Regions from separate parts of the Xenopus laevis genome. Here region 1 is linked to region 2. A link is a contact called in public Hi-C data. All regions are on one chromosome and are shown on one strand. Each heading gives the region's core, a stretch centred on a gene start, on an enhancer-like site or on the middle of the called end of the contact. The rest is flanking DNA. Distances are from core to core; before and after follow the strand shown.

Evidence for each region. A called contact is a pair of places that touch in the nucleus more often than the background predicts.
Region 1: a Hi-C map of the XTC cell line shows a contact between it and region 2, with 4 times the contacts expected there. The contact joins the enhancer-like site here to the promoter of LOC108719006 in region 2. A contact is called at or near these places in 2 of 4 Hi-C or Micro-C datasets (the XL177 cell line and the XTC cell line).

The regions. Positions count from the first base shown.
Region 1 is chr6L:65,787,666-65,793,091 of Xenopus_laevis_v10.1, forward strand. No RefSeq gene overlaps it. Among protein-coding and RNA genes, the nearest start is that of nt5c3a.L, 5.6 kb to the left of the region's middle. Within about 2 kb of position 3,371, at least 3 of the 7 cell types and tissues checked have an H3K27ac peak or open chromatin away from gene starts, as enhancers often do.
Region 2 is chr6L:65,665,300-65,671,471 of Xenopus_laevis_v10.1, forward strand. It overlaps LOC108719006 (kelch repeat and BTB domain-containing protein 2), which reads right to left and starts at 2,716. Exons shown (of 5, transcript XM_041566138.1): 1 at 2,354-2,716.

The DNA.
Region 1 (5,426 bases), core at 2,121-4,620, 120 kb after region 2:
ATGCAAGATGTATAATAAGTATATTCTAAAGGTGGCCATGCACAGGGAGATCCACTCATTTGGCGATGTTGCCAAACAAGTGGATCTCTCCCCGATATGCCCCCTTTGAGGTGGGCGATATTGGGGTGATCTGATCGTGGCCCAATGATTGGAATAGAATGGAGGCCATACGGGTGGTCGGCTCGCAGGACCGCATCAACGAAACAGAGAGATTTTTTACCCTGCCCAATCGACATCTGGCCGACTTTCGGCCAGATATCGATCGGGAAAGTCCATCGGAGGGCCCCACACACGGGCCAATAAGCTGCCGACTCGATCTGTCGCCAGCTTTATCGGCCTGTATATGGGGGCCTTAACTATACTAACCTGCTGTCTTTGTGTTTATGTATATAGTGTTATGTCTATGCAGCTATCCTTAAAGGTGTCTCTTCCAGAAACATCGCTTGTTCCTTGTTTCTTTCATTCTTCTTTAGCAAGTGGAAGGGCTTTCTTTTATATCCATGGGTCCCCTTCATTTGCACTAACCTGCTATACTTGATGGCATCCATTATGTGTTAATGTATACTTTACATAATTCCCGTTAAATTAATTTTTCTTAGAGTTGGTCAGCACTGTTTACATGGAGTAATACACAGCGAGAGATATTCAGTTAGAGATTGAAACTCTCTTGTTTGTTTAAGTGACAGCAACTGTCCTTTTCCTTTATTTTGCCTGACATAGTGATACTTCCAGAGGCTTGCTTGGATACCTAGCATGTGATCCATTATAACAGCAGTGGATGTGATCTACTTAATTAAGGAATATTATATTGGCCTGAAACATAATATTTGTACTTGGATAGAGAACTGGTTGAAGGATAGATTACAAAGAGTGGTGATAAATGGAACATTTACTAATTGGACCTTTGTATGTAGTGCAATACTGCAGGGGTCTGTCCTTGGTTATTTGTTTTTAACACATGTTTATTAATGACCTTGAGGTGGGCATTGTAAATCTCTAGTTTTGCTAAATTGTGCAAAACTATAAGTTCCATACAGAATGCTGCAACTTGATTGCAATAGCAATTAATTTAAATAGGAGAACTAGACAGCAAATTTTCAAAAAGTCTATGGTATGTGTATGTATATGCACTGGAGATTATTTAAAGGTGTTGCACTTTATTGGACTATAGTTCTTTTAACCCAAATGAACTATGTAACTATGTATAATGTTTTAGTTATTTGCCTTGTTATCTTTAGGTATATAGCCTTTATCTCAGAGCAGCAACACATCAATACTGTGGAAATGAAGCCAGCAGGCATTGGATTTCCAGATAGCTTTGTTACTTAGTTACTGGGGCTGGAGATAAATTTGGCTTTATCTCTGTATTTATACATTCAGTTTGAATCTCCACTTATTAATCTCCTGAAAGGTTTCATTTCTTTGCATATCGAAACTAGCAGCATTGTTATCTGACAATACAGGTTGCTCTAGGTAAATAAGTTGACTACATTGCTATGGCCTTCATTATGTCGTAATACGGTTACAGATAAAAGAATCATGTACAAAGCCAGTCATGTACCGAGCCTAGTTGGCCCATGTACAGCCACCTTTAAAATTCATTTCTACACCTCAAGGGCAGAGACACACCAGAAGATTCGGGGAGATTTAGTCACCCGACGGCAAATCGCCTCTTCTTTGGGCAACTAATCTTTCCGAAAAGCCTTCTAAATCTCCAGCGGCATGGCACTTGGACCGCTTTGTTTTCAGAAGTCATACGAAGTTTCCCTGAGGTTTGGGGAGATTTGTAGCCCCAAGAAAATGTGATTTGTCGGCGGGTGACTAAATCTCCCCGAATCTTCGCATGTGTCTCTGCCCTAAGTCACCTGAGATTACTTAGCAAGCATTGCAAATTTGCCAAGGTGTCCAATAAATAGTCTTCAACATTTAATCATATTAAGAAATCGAATGCAGTTCAACTTAATATAGATTTAAAGGACAACAAACAATGTTCAGACTAAGGTGTGCCTCATGAGCGCAAACATGTTTTGAGGCCAGCGCACACAACATATTATGTTACGCACAGAGAATTTTGTGTGAAAATACAACATTTTGTATTAATTCTGACATGAACACACAGTTTATAAAAACTGGGCACACAAGTTTAAAATGTACGTACAAAAGAAATTTTTTGCGCACGTAGCCGAGAAGTAATTAGAAGGAAGATTGGCAACAAAAGTCTCATTTGAAAGGGGCAGTGCATCTTAAATGAACTGTAATGTGTGATATAGGTAGTACTAGTTGTAACTGCCACTTACATTTTTAAACATCTATTTAAGGGTAGGAAACAGCTCCTTCAGCAATAATGCTTAACAGAGAATTTTAAATAGCATTTTAAACTCCAAGCGTAAAGAGTGACAGAACAAGAAGTCAAATTATAAAAACATAAAATATCTTGCCAGTTGTAAAGATTCTTAACGTTTCTGTCAATTTACATCATACTAATTTAATATAACAGTGAACTTCCCCTTTACCAATAACACAAACTATCTATCTATTTACTGTAACAAGACCCAGTTAACATAATATTTTGATACTCCACAAAGGAAAAGGATAAAACAACATAAAGAGCTTAATTTACTTACCTTATGATGTGATACTTTACCTTTAAATCACATGATGTGGAAGAGCAGAAGGGGGGTGTTTGTGGATCAGTAACAAAAGTTTAGGCACTACAATACTTTATATGTCAAAGACAATAGTACACAATCCCTGATACTCCACAGAAGGCACAACCCCCAGACAACAGATTTTAGCTGTCAAACAATTACTGAATTCTATTCTATTCTTTGTGTACTGACTATGGTGTTTGGTTATGGTTTAGTAAACGAAAAGGCATACAACCAGCATGCAGAAAAAGCTAAGACTCTGTCTTAAAAAATACATATATACATATGTACAGTTCACAAATGTATTAATTCCTCAATAGAAGAGGTTAGAACATTCAGCAAATAACAGATTGTACAGAACACATGCATTTTCATTATATTAAGCACAGTTCATGTCAGAGATGTTATTTCTGTAACCCGCATATAATCTGGTATATCTCATACTCTAATGGGGCTCTGCTGTTATTAGGTTTTAAATTAGAATATATTTCTTTTGATATAGTTGCACAAATACATGCGATGTTGCTCCCAGAGATCAGACAGCCTTTAAAGGGCTTGTTTACATTGCCAGAAAGTCCTTACCATAAAATTCACTGAGGCAGCTAAACAGAGAAAAGAAAAATTCTGCTTGTCTGCCTCGAGCTTATATAGCTCACTGTGTACATAAGGGCGTTTCCATAAATAGACAGACTAATCTGCTAGCAGAGCCTGGCTTTCTCTGACGCACAGTCACATAACTAGGCCCAGTGCCAGGGACGGAATCCTTACACGGGGTCATTTGCTACAGTTATGTAAATCCTGTAGCTCTGACAGCTCTGAAACAGAAGCAATGCCTTTCTTACACAAAAAAACAAAAGGTGCTACTTTGTGGTCTGGTCTAAAACCAAACATATACAAAGTCAGACATGCTTGGACATGTTTTATGGAACAAATGAAATTGCTGAGCCACAAAAAAGTCCAAAAGTCAGAATCTGCTGCCAACAATTTGTTTATGATTTTCTTTTTAGTATTTATTTAAAACAAATTGTGTTTCTATGGGTGCACTAGGCTTTCTTTGTCCATTACAAAAAATATGTTATATATGGACATATTCTAAGCAATTTTTCAGTTGATTCTATTATACAGAAATACATTGCAGCAATAAAATACAGATAGTATTATAAGCAAATCTAATAATAATGGGTATTGACAGTCTCACAATATAAGCTGGCAAAATTTATATTAGAGAAGTAGTGCTTCATGGGGAATATGTTTACAGTTATCTATTACCATATTCTCCAGCGGATATTTCCAGACAACACTATGAGGGTTATCGCATTTTTTATCACATTTTTTAAATAAAAAAACCACAACCAAACTCAAGTTCGGGTAAAAACTCGATAAAATCAAGTGAAAACCCAAATCATATGATTTTTTCAGAGTTTTTTCCCCAAATCGCTCGATTTTTTTGGGCTTTTCCTCCGAAAAGCCAGAATTTGTCACATTTTTGCCCGAAAAGAGCATTGGTCAGATTTTTGGCCAAATTGCAGCGCAGACCACAGAAACTTCAGAATAGTATAAGGATCTCTGCCATTGACTTATACAAAACCTCAGCAGGTCAGAGATGGCAGATTTTCAGATTCAGGCTTTTTGTTTTAATAAATCTCAAAAAATTGGAGTCAAAACAAAACAAAAAAACACGAAGAACTGACAATATGTCTAGCCCCATGTCAGATTTCAAAATTGAATATAAAAAATTGAAAAATGTATTTCAGTGTAGAATTCTGCTGGAGCAGCACTATTGATGCGTTTTGAAAAAAAACATGTTTTCCCATGACAGCATCCCTTTAATATTACATCCACTGATTTTAAGTTTCCCCTAGTTTTACATCACTTTTTGTGGTCCCACCTGTATATTATGTATAATACATTTCCCTGATTTTACATTTTTTTTTTTCGTCTACGTAGTGTTGCCACATTTACCCAATGTTTATGTTTCTCTTGCACCTCCTGCCTTTCCACAGTCCCTCCCCCTTACTGACCTTAATTTCTGAGTGACACAGCTCCTGCGTCAGCTGTTTCATGGATTGATGCCAGGCTTGGAGGGTGGGGAAAAATCCCAATAGGATGAGGACAAACGTAAACATTGAGGGAGGGGCATGGGGCTCTAGAGAAACATTATGTTAGAATCTGCTAGTTTTGTAAATGCATATGAATGCATTCCTGCTAAATGTAGAAAACTGTAAATATTCCTTTAAAGCAAGGCCCCCTATTATTTATTTGGCCCTAAATCATATCTGGATACTATGAAGCATAGTTACACATTTATTCATTTTACTGTAAAATAAATTGCATATTCAAAAAATTAAAAGGGATAGTTCTCCTTTCAAACCCTTTCTTCAATCTAGTTGTTTTCAGATATGCCATTTAAACAGGCTTTTAAAGATGATCCCACTCAAAGCAGTTGCTGTATAAGCGGTTACTAAATTTAGACCATGCAAGTTATTTCAGTAACAGTATTTGGTAAACAAGGGTAATTACTTTCACAGATATACTGGGGATTCAATATAAATGCATAATGTCTATAAATATTTGCTTATTTAAATAAGATATACTAATAAAATGTGTCTGTGAAAGTTCAGAATGGTATTAAAACAATATGGACAACAGGTACAGGTATGGGCCCTGTTATCCAGAATGCTCAGGACCTGGGGTTCCAGATAATGGATCTTTCTGTAATTTGGATCTCCATGCCTTAAGTCTACTAGAAAATTATTTAAACATTAAATAAACCCAATA
Region 2 (6,172 bases), core at 1,466-3,965:
ATGAAAGAACTAGTGTTGAAAGGAATCAAAAGAAGAGACAATCAACAGTATGGAGAGAGTCATATACAACAAAAAATAAGTTACAGATCCATTTGATTTCATATAGATCTGTAAAAATGTACAAATAATGTTACAAGGTCACCAAGAATTTCCATGATCACTGACCATTTTAAAGGGGTTGTTCACCCTTAAATTAGACTGAGAGTGATATTCTGAGACAATTTGTAGTTGGTTTTCATTTTTTTTTTACATTTTTGTAGAGTTATTTAGCTTTTTATTCAGCAGCTCTCTAACTTCAGCAATCCGGTTGGTAGGGTCCAAATTACCCTAGCAACAATGCACTGATTTAAATTAGAGTCTGGAATATGAATAGGAGATGACCTGAATAGCAAGATGTATCAATAGAAATAAATATATTGCCTTAGAGAGCATTTCTTTCTTTTTAGATGGGGTCATTGACCCCCATTTTAAAGCTTGAAAGAGAATACAAAAACTATAAAAAAAAAAAAAAAAAAGAAGGCCAATTTAAGTCTATAATTAGCCGTTCTATAATATACTAAAATTGAAGAGGCAGAAGGCCAATTTGACACCTAATAATACCCTTATATATTACAACAGGGATACTTTTCTTTTTATATATGCCACACATTACAGTAAAACATAGATTTCAACACACTGCATACAAAGAATGTTTTGAGGGTATGTGCCATTCCACAATTTGCCAGTAAACACGGCATGGCATAGATCAAAACATGCTGGGTGACATTTGGGGGTAGATTTATCAAGATCGAAGTGAATTTTCGAAGTTAAAAAACTTTGAATTTCGAAGTAATTTTAGGGTACTTTGACCAGTTAATAGTCCAACTTCGATTCGAATTTGAAAAAAAACCTCGAAATTCTAATTTTTTTCAAGTACTGTCTCTTTAAAACTTCGACCATTCGCCACCTAAAAGCTGCCGAAGTGCTGTTTTAGCCTATGGGGGGACCTCCTATAACCTGTATGGAGGCAATGGGGGGAGTTTGGGAGACCGAAAGTTGAAGTAAAAAAAACTTCAATCGAAGTACGATCGTACGATTCGAAGTAGGCTGAATTCGACCCACTTTGACCTCCATGTGATGGGTATTTTTGAATTCCGAAGTTTTTTTAACTTCGACCTTTGATAAATATGCCCCCAAAAGTTTTGAAGCTGTTGACAACTAAGGGAACAAATTTTGTTCAAAGTAAAATGCTATTTTTCCACCTCAAAATGTTATATGCAAATTTGCATGCAGGTACAGTTAACTAAAAGACCATCTATTTTATGGAGGTGTTAGCAATTTGAAAATCCCAAAATTAGAAGAAGAAATAAATCAATTAAGGTTCATTCATTAAGGTGGTAGGGATGCCACCTTTTATGGGAAAAAAATACCAGAATTCCTATATTTATGTGATTTTTCCCTATAAATAACTTTGGCATCCAGCAACATTTTTACCGGCCAGGCCAGTAAAATAGCGGCCAGGTGGCAATATCCAGTATCTAGCACAGGTAAGTTATTTCTTAAATGGAAACCAGTTATCCAGAAGCTGCAAATTATAAAAAGTCCATTTCAGTTAAAACTAATTCACAAATCCAGTTGCTTTAGAGCTATCACTACTAAATACCATAAAAAACAAATATATATATATATATATATATATATATATATATATAATATAATACACCAAAGCCATGAATATCCTGTAAATTATATCCATATAAAAGGTGACTAGTGATGTCATCAGTTATAAACGACGAGTAGTGATGTCATTTTTGTCACGTGACTCCTAAAACTTGTGTATTATAATAAAGTACCCCTTGTTGGAAAGTAAGAGGATATTAGAAGTAACCCCCCGGAATTCCATGAACTGTATAAAAGCATGAGACCGAAGTATATGGTCATGGAACTCCTAGATGACTAATAAAATACTCATATTTCACAATAGGGGTACTATATAAAATATAATCTATACATTGTTACACACTCCTTTAGAGAAAGTTACAAATACAAAAGGCAAAAGTCATACAGACGTGATATACACGTGTTTTGCCATTACACACACACCATGTGTTTTTCCTATGTTGCTTTCTTCAGCCAATAATCAGGGAAAGCTATGGAATTGTTCCGGAATCTTTATACTAACACTACTGACAGCGCGGCACTAGTAGCACGTTTTGCGATGCTGATTAAAAATGATGCGCCCACTTCCACCCCGTCTATTACACAATTGCCTTCATCCTCCCCAGGGCCGCCATCAGGAGGAGACGGGGGGACATACGTTCCAGGTCTCGTGGGTTTGGCCTCTAAATGAAGGGCCGGCTGTAGCGCTACTTACTTGTATTACCGGGTTCCCGCTTTCAGTAAGCCACAGGCTTTAGAAGGGAGGGCTGTTGCTAGGGCGCCTGCATCTTCTTTCCCTTACACAGCTTCCTGTTCTGCTCGCTTTGTCGTAGTTTTCGTCCCGGTAGAGCCGTATAGAAACCGGATGGGCTGGAGGGGAAAGTTGAATTTCCACCCTCAAATCCAAGTGATCACACAAAGCCCACCAGTCTCCCTTTTCCTAAAACAGCCCGCAGTGCCGGATCGCTACTAACACCTCCCGCAAAGCAGTTAACTGCAAGCTTCCTCCTCCTGTCTTTCAGAAAATCTCGACGACACAAGTCTCATCACGCGAGATTGGCGTCACGACTACACGTAAGCGCAATGACGCATAACGAAGCCGCCTTGTAGGCGTGGTCAGCAGAGACTGTGTAATTTATTAGTTACACAATCGGAAACGGCCGGAATGTGGTTGTTGCTTTGTTCACAATGTGGTTTCCTCTGCTCAGTGCTCACGCGCGCTTCATGCTTTTGTTACAGAATAAATTACTGTAAATAAAAGGAAAAAGAGTTTTCTTGTGTGTTTGTTGTAAAGCATGCTCTCTCTGTTTCTTCATAAATCATATCTATGCAATTTCTGGTTAGAGCAACAACTTTTCTGCTTTCTGACTTGTGGTACCCACTTGCCTTTTCTGTCACGTTGACTCGAAAGGAAAGAGTATTTTGCAAACTAGGACCTGGTTTAATTCTCATCTTTTTTTTACATTGATGGTTCCAGTATTATTATTTGGCTTATTTAGGAGAAGGCAATAGGTGAAGTTGACCAAAAGTAATCTGTTTATTTCCTTTGGTCCTGACGCTGATGGTGCAGGTTTCCTGTCAGTTCCACAGCAAAGTTCCGGGGGCCACAAATGGGCATGAGTGAAGACCAGTCCTGGCAGGGTTCTCCCTTGTTTCATGAAGGAGTTAGTCCACAGCGGCTGTAACCCATGCTTTATTGATGTTATTTTGAAGTCTTATTCAGTGTTTTATGACAAGAGAAACATTCTTCACAACATACCTCCCAACATTTTGGAAATAAAAAGAGGGACAAAGGGTGTATTTTATAAAATTTGGCAGTTTGAACATATTTCTGGGGTTTTTTTTCCAGTTTTTCCAGTTTTGCTAATGAGGGTGAATTGCCCTTTAAGCTGTGAGTCTAACTTCTTCCAAGGGACCTGTTATCTTATATTGTTACAATTACTTATTTGCTTATCTCAAAATTGTTACGAAAGTATCTGCAACAACTCACCCTGGTGGTCTAGTGGTGTGGCGTCCTCTTCCTCTGCGCCTGTTAATTAAGGCGCGTGCTGCACGCATTCCTCATACTTATTGGCGCATGCGCGCCGGCGTAGTGTCGCCAGTGCGCATTGGCGCAAATTTTAAAGTATTTAAAGTGCCAGGTTGGATTTTCTCATTGCCCGTTAAAGGATCATATATTGTGAGTTCCTGCTGCTTCTGAGCTATAAGTCTGTCTATTATCTGAAACCTGTTGTGACCCCTGCCTGCTTTTGACGATTCTGACTTCTGTAATCCTGACCCTGCTTGGTAACTCTTCTGTATCCGTATCCCTTCTGATTGATCTCCTGGGTTGACCCCTGCCTGACTCTGCTTGCACTCTGCCTGCCCCGACCTCGCCTGATTTGACTACGCTTTCTGCGTACGCTATGTACTGTGACCTTCTGCCCGAAAGACTTTGCTTTACCGTCGTGCACCTTTGCTCGTCCAGAACCCTTCGCTTGGCACCTCTCTTAATAAGACCTGGCGGCATCCGATTAGCTGAGGGCTCCACCCGAGGTGAAAGGTGGCTGTTAAAGGCAGAAGCAAGAGCCGAGAACAGGGTGCTTAGCATTGGTTCTAGATTTAGGGTGCTGACCGTGACAGTATCTTATCTGCTGTGGCTGTTCTGGGCTCTCTGCAAAAAGCCATTTAAGTTAGAAACATTGTTTCTTTTTCTGGCTGTTCAGTGCAGAGAAAATCAGGATTTTGCAGTACAAATAAGGGACGGCAGGTTGAGCTGTCAAAAGAGGGACTGTCCCTCTGAACACGGGACAGTTGGGAGGTATGTTCACAATGTAAGGACAATATATGGGCTAATTTAGGAGAATCTAATGGGTACCAACATTAATCTTTAGTTTTTATTCCCTTTTTTACAGCAGTATAAGAGGTACCCAGATGTTTAATTGAGTTGTAAAAAGTACTTGCCACCATTATTATTATTATTATTTTATTAACATGTATTTATATAGTGCCAACATATTGCATAGCACTGTAAAGTAAATGTGATTATAGAACTAAATCACATGAATTAAATGCATAGAACATATGGAGTTACATACATCTCAATCAATACAGGTACAAAAAAAGTGATGAAGGCCCTATGCAAAGGAACATAAACTCTAAAGGGAAGGGATTAATACACAAGGTGTGGGAGTGGGCAAGATCGAATTAAGTGGGTGAGAAATGTGGTACTGTATGTGGTGTTGCGTATGGTAGTTAAGCAGAGTGAGGGTAGGCTTCTCGAAAGAAGTGTGTTTTAAGAGATTTCTTGAAAGCAGAAAGGTTGGGAGAAAGTCAGACAGACCGTGGGAGAGAGTTCCAGAGGAAGGGTGCAGCCCTTGCAAAGTCTTGAATGCGAGCATGTGAGGAGGTAATGAGAGAAGAGTTGAGTAGCAGGTCAGTAGAGGAGTGTAGTAAGCGGTTGGGTGAGTATATAGATATGAGTTCAAAGATGTAGGGTGGGGCAGAGTTATGAAGTGCTTTGAATGTCAGGGTCATTAATTTGAATTTGATTCTGAAATGTAGCGGAAGCTAGTGCAGGGGATTGACAGAATGGCGTGGCAGAGGAGGAGCGGTTGCTGAGGTGTATGAGCCTCGCAGCAGTGTTCATTATGGACTGGAGAGGTGACAGTCTCTGGAGGGGAAGGCCAATTAAAAGAGAGTTACAGTAGTCTAGCCGTGATGTGATGAGAGAGTGAATAAGAATTTTGGCAGCATCTTGTGTGATAAATGATCGTATTTTGGATATGTTCCTTAGGTGGAAGTACAATGTAATTTCTCCTATACACCTGTAGTTCACCAATCCTGCAACTGGTGGTGCGGTTTTTCGTTGACTTTGCGGGGTCCCTTAGCCCATAGCTAACAATTTCACTATCAACCCCTCTCCCCAGGCCCAGTGCTCTGTCATTCACTCCTCATATCCAGTCACTTATTAAATCATGTCACTTCCACCTAAGGAATGCATGTGTATAGAAAACGGATCCGCACACAATGGTTAATGCAGTCGGGGAGTATCCCCTTTTATTCAGCCACCAAACAAACATTCAACGTTTCGGGGAGGAACACCTACCCAACACCCACCCCATCCTGATGAAGTGTGGGGGTCCCCCCTGAAACGTTGAATGTTTGGTGGCTGAATAAAAGGGGATACTCCCCGACTGCATTAACCAGTGTGTGTGCGGATCCGTTTTCTATACACATGCATTCCTTAGGTGGAAGTGACATGATTTAATAAGTGACTGGATATGAGGAGTGAATGACAGAGCACCGGGCCTGGGGAGAGGGGTTGATAGTGAAATTGTTAGCTATGATGGATACTTCGGGGATGTTACTGGTGTTAGTTGGAGGAAAGAGAACCATTTCAGTTTTAGAGAGGTTTAATTTAAGGTAGCGTTGCGACATCCAGGTAGAGATAGCGGACAGGCAGGAGGAGACACGAGTTTGGAGTTCTGGGTTGTGATCAGGAGATGAGAGATAGATTTGAGTATCGTCAGCATAGAGGTCATAGTGGAAACCA